Linked DNA regions of Anas platyrhynchos: region 1 is linked to region 2. A link is a contact called in public Hi-C data. All regions are on one chromosome and are shown on one strand. Each heading gives the region's core, a stretch centred on a gene start, on an enhancer-like site or on the middle of the called end of the contact. The rest is flanking DNA. Distances are from core to core; before and after follow the strand shown. Region 1 has its middle 56 kb from the start of HPRT1. Region 2 has its middle 5.3 kb from the start of HPRT1.

The links. Hi-C and Micro-C count contacts between places; a contact is called where the count stands out from the background.
Region 1: a contact with region 2 is called in a Hi-C map of liver, with 1.9 times the contacts expected there. The contact joins two enhancer-like sites. A contact is called at or near these places in 2 of 8 Hi-C or Micro-C datasets (liver and subcutaneous adipose tissue).

What each region holds. Positions count from the first base shown.
Region 1 is chr10:16,867,818-16,870,517 of IASCAAS_PekinDuck_T2T, reverse strand. No RefSeq gene overlaps it. Among named protein-coding and RNA genes, the nearest start is that of HPRT1, 56 kb to the right of the region's middle. Within about 2 kb of position 1,332, at least 2 of the 8 cell types and tissues checked have an H3K27ac peak or open chromatin away from gene starts, as enhancers often do.
Region 2 is chr10:16,806,025-16,808,724 of IASCAAS_PekinDuck_T2T, reverse strand. No RefSeq gene overlaps it. Among named protein-coding and RNA genes, the nearest start is that of HPRT1, 5.3 kb to the left of the region's middle. Within about 2 kb of position 1,389, at least 2 of the 8 cell types and tissues checked have an H3K27ac peak or open chromatin away from gene starts, as enhancers often do.

The DNA of each region.
Region 1 (2,700 bases), core at 83-2,582, 62 kb before region 2:
GCACTTGCTCTTATTGAACTTCATGCGGTTGGCGATCGCCCAGCTCTCCAACCTATCCAGATCCCTCTGCAAGGCCTTTCCACCCTCATTCGAGTCCACAACTCCTCCAAGTTTGGTGTCATCAGCAAACTTGCTCAAAATGCCTTCTATTCCTACATCCAGATCGTTTATAAAAATATTGAAAAGTACCGGCCCTAAAATGGAGCCTTGAGGGACCCCACTGGTGACCGCCCGCCAGCCTGACGCAGCCCCATTCACCATAACCCTTTGGGCCCTGCCCGTTAGCCAATTGCTCACCCATCGTATGATGTTTTTATTTAGCTGTATGCTGGACATTTTGTCCAGTAGGATCCTATGGGAAACCGTGTCAAAAGCCTTGCTGAAGTCCAAAAAAATCACATCAGCTGGTTTCCCTTGGTCCACCATACGGGTGATCTTATCATAAAAGGAAATCAGGTTAGTTAGGCAGGACCTACCCTTCACAAACCCATGCTGGCTGGGACCAATGACTGCTTTGTCCCCCAGGTGCGCCTCAATACGTTCGAGAACCATCTTCTCCATGATTTTACCAGGCACTGACGTGAGACTGACAGGCCTGTAATTGCTAGGGTCTTCTTTCTGACCCTTCTTGAAAATCGGCACAACATTTGCCAGCTTCCAGTCTACCGGGACCTCTCCAGACTCCCAGGATCGTTGAAAAATAATTGAGAGAGGTTCCGCGATGACGTCCGCCAGCTCCTTCAGCACCCGGGGATGAATCCCATCCGGACCCATGGACTTGTAGGGATCCAGGTGGAGTAGCAGATCCCGCACACGTTCAGGGTCGGTCGAAATTGGAGAAATTTCCAATTGGAAAATTGGAAAAGCAGTGTTTAAAATGGACCTATTTTTTCCCTGTAGAGTGATACTCGTTAAAGATCTTTGTTAAATTATTTACCAGTGGTCTTGCAAGATCAACAGATCTTTCCATTTAACCACTTCCATGACTTCCATCATGCTTTTTATCCCTTTCCCCTAAATAAAAAGGAAAGCCATCACAAAATTGTGACTAGTACCACAGTGTGATGGGATGCAATGCAAAACATAGCTCTTCCCTTTCCCCTACCCAAACAATATTTCTGCAAACTCTCTAGAAATGTGCTTCCAATATTTTCTGTTTATTCGGTGCCTTATGCACAGCTGAAATGTCACACGGGTCTTTGGCTGCACTGTTTGGCTGCCCGCAAGTGCCGGTTCATATCTTCTGAGGTCTTCAGGCTTTAGGGAAGGTTTTGCTGGTCCTCCTGCACTGTGTGGAGCCTTCGTGTCTGGATCTGGCCCCATCTCCCCAGCTGAGACCGCTAGAGGGCTTGCTAGGATGGATTCCCTATTTCTATAGATACACGAAATGCACACGCTGTGAAGTGTACAGCAGCATGGGCATGTGCTGATCTCATGTAAACAGCCCTGGGTTTATAGCTTTCAGAGACAAGAGCTTGGAGATTTGCTGTGAGGAATCAATTCCTAGCAGAAATGTTTAACATATTTGGGTTTTAGCCAAGAGTCTGAGAAAAGAGGGTTTGTGTCTCCCTTTCCCTCTGCTGTGATCTCCCTACGTGCAACACTAAAAGCTACTCAGGAAAGAATGACAAGAAGAAACAGCCCTGCCAGCCTTGTCCCCAAGGCATCAAATGTCGAGATGCTCAGTCTGCCCAAGAAGCACCAGGATAAAGGAATTTGTTATGTTTCTGATCTGTGCATTGCCACTTTTCTGCATTAACTGGGGCTGAACCTCCTCCCTGGCAGTCCCTTTTTGCTCAACCTGTGGCACAAAGGAGACAGCAGCAGCCCCTGGAGTCCCCTCAATAAAAGCTCCTCCACCACAGTTGTTTGAGACTATGTGCTGTGAAAGTTTTGCCACTACCCATAGCAGGGTGAGGAGAGAGTTATGAAAAGTACAGGAATGCAAAATCCTGTCCTATTCTCAGTGAAGATAGAAATAAAGCATGTGTGCATGTTTCCAGGATAGAACCTAGTACATATGAACCACGTATTGGCATTTGTTGGATGTACAGTTTTTAAAACACATCAGCTAGCAGAACAGATACTGCATCAATTATTTTGAAGTGGTTGTGTACTCTCTGCAATGTAGCTGACCTGAAGAACAGAGTATTGTGACCAAACATCACTTTAAAAGCAAGTGTGATCCTTTGATTTTTTTATTATTTTTTATTTTTATTTTTTGTAAAAGACAGTATTTGTCAAGCCCGTGTTTACACGAGTAACTTCAAATCTTGGAGGATTACTCACCATGGCAATTTTTGAGGCTCTTAAGTCACCCACCCAGATTTTATCCATAGGCTGCCAGTGCAGGGGGGTGCTCGGGGTTGTCTGAGTGTGATCTCCCACCAGGAGCCAGCGAGGGTTTCAGAGCCCTGCAAGTCCTCATGCAAAGCTCTGCCTCCACTGCTGGTGGCCAGGCAGACGGGGCCATTGGGAAGGGCTTGAAAGGGCACATTTAAAAGACACAGTAACTAACAGGAAAAATTCAGAGTCATGGGAAGAGATTGAAAAAGAGATTTCACATGAAAGATAATTTTCTCATTTTTTTTACCTTCACTCATTATTTTTAGATGTACAATGTTTTTGCCAGACACACAAAATGGACACCTGGGATCCTCACGTCTTACACTGCAGAGGCCTTGGGCTGCAGTTCCAGTC
Region 2 (2,700 bases), core at 140-2,639:
AGCACAGGTTAATTGCTAACAGAGCACCTGTACCTCTAACTGCAGAAATCTAAGAGGCCATGAAGTACTGAACAGAGATGGCAGTTTTGCCAAAACTCTGCTCTTAATTTTATCTATTAACTGAAAGCCTTTCCTCAAAATGTACGTCTGTAATATCTGATGGGCTAACACAAGTCTTAGACAGTGATACCATCAAGTTTTTAAATCCACCAAGGTTTATCTAAATCTCAGGTTGTTTGGTTTACTTGGAGTCTGGAAAAGTTTACCAGAATTCAGTTCCTTTTTGATGTAAATATTGCTTGACAGTTTCAGAAAGGCTTTCCAAAGGGAAGTGAGACACACTGCAGCTCCTGTCTCTTTGAACCCCTTCCAGGCACATCTTAAATTACAAACTTACAGACCAACTAGTGTGGTCATTCTACTGATGAGTTTAAAAAGAATGTGAAGTACAATGATGCTGATCTTCTGTTTCATTGCCACACAAATCAGATAATTGGATACAGAAGACTCAAATATAAGCTGAATATTAGACCAAAAAAAAGGTAATTTTGCACAGGTGTTTTTCTCCGTGTTTTCAGTGATTTATGTGACATAGCTGAAAATCATCGGAGGGATTTAACTACTATTTTGGAAAATATTCTTGATGCAAATGAGAAATCACGATAAAGGAAAATGTGAAGCTTGTATCTAAATGATCAACAGCCTTTGAAAGAAATAACAACGAAGCTCGGTATTCAAACTGAAACCTCCATTTTCATAGTCAAAACATATGGCAGGACATGATGCGATTTATTTTAGGGCAAAATGTTGTCACAAATCACTGGAAAATATGGCAAAACCCAAGAAACTTGTAAGCATCAAGACCTGAATGAATCACTTCTATTATTCAGCCCAACTGTCCAGGGAGTCTTGTGTAAAAAAAGTTTACTCTTTTCAAGCTAGTCTAAATTAAGGAACTGACTTTCTCATTTCATACTCACATGTCAGGATTTAAGGATGTTTAGTTAGCAGCAATTTGGAGAGTTTAAAAACTTCTTGTAACCTAGCTACTGCAGTTCCTACTCCACAGGAAAGCCACAGGAAAACTTTTTGGACATATCATCCGAGTATTTCAACTTTAGATTAAAGGCCTCCTCCCTGCTTTGAACTTGGCAGACTTCAGGGATTGCCAATGGTGTAACTCAGACATTTGAAGTTAAATTGAGCAAGCTACCTGCACTCTGGAAGAAACTAAAATTGATACACTGTAGGGATTATCAAGACTATAAGCACTGCTGGCTGCATTTAACTTTAGTGACTTTTTGTTTTGTTTTGGAGGTATCTAGGCTCAAAACTATAAGGCAGCTGCATGGCTGCATGCCAGAAGGAAGCTCTCACAGCAAAGCTGTTTGCAATGCATTGACCTATTTTTAGTATATGCTTCGGGAGTGAGTTTCCTCCCTCTGCCCCAAGCCTCTGTAACACCCTCCACTGGCAGGCAGGAACTTGGCTGGAGTCTGTGCAGGAGCACGTATTTTCTTTGGGTACTGGGGTGAAAAAAGGGTATTGCATGTGTGCCAAGTGAGGTGCCAAGTAAAGTATCCAGGGAATAAAAGGCAGGGCAGTGCCAGCCCTGGTTGGTTTCTTCTTGTCCAGACTGTCATTTTAGAACAAATGCAAGCAAGCAGAGAACTCTGTCTAAACAAAATAGAAGATCATCTCTAGCAAAAGTTCAAGTGAAGGTTTAAGATTGCTGCCCTAATTCTGTAAAGACTGGGTAACAGTTCAGTCACCCCAAACTCTGTATCATCACAGAGCACATGTGCACACAGTGAAGAAAAATCAGTAAGTTGTGTGCAACAATCCCACACATTTGTATGAAGTACACTTCGTGCACTAAAAACATGTGTTGAAGTTTTTGGTCATATTCAATCAGGAATTTGGGAGTAATGAAGTACTCCTGAAAATCTGAAACAGAAGAGTGGATAATGCCATTTGCTGGGTGGTGACGGAAAGTTCATAACCATGCAGACCTGTGCCACTCCGCAAGAGCATGTTATTACTACCACAAGTGCTATTTTAAGTGAAAAGATGAAAAAGGAAATGCATGGCTCTGAGCCTTAAGGTCAAGCACAGGACCTCTGCCAGTACAGAGTTTTACTTCCAAAAAGTGGTTCTGACTCCTTGCAGAAGGCCTTAGAGTGGAGGAGAGAAAAAAAAAAAAAAAGAGCTGGTAGGGATTTCCATTAGCCTTATCCCCAGCACCTCCAACCTACAATTGCACCAGCCCCAAAAGATGCCTACAAATATTCCCTTTAAAATCGAATTCCATAGATTCCACGATCTCTCCAGGAAGTGCATGCTACAGCTTAATTCTTCCTACTGCCAAGGACAATTACCCACTCTGATGCCTAAGCTAAAGGCTTCCTGCAACAACTTAAACCTATTTTTCTTGTCCTACCTGCAATGGTGAGAACTGTTTCTTTCTTTCTTCTCTGTGGCTCTCTTATAGATTTGAAAAACACTTTTCTCTCATCACCTTAAAACAAGGCTCATTTTTTATCCTGTCATCCCTCTCATTGCTTTTCTCTGGATTATTTCCACTTTCTTCACATTTTCCATGGAGTGCAGTGCCTACAACAGCTGGATACCACGTTCCCAGAAAGGTGTTCTGCTATTACCTAAGGAAGAAGGACCAAGACATGCATCTTACAGACTACA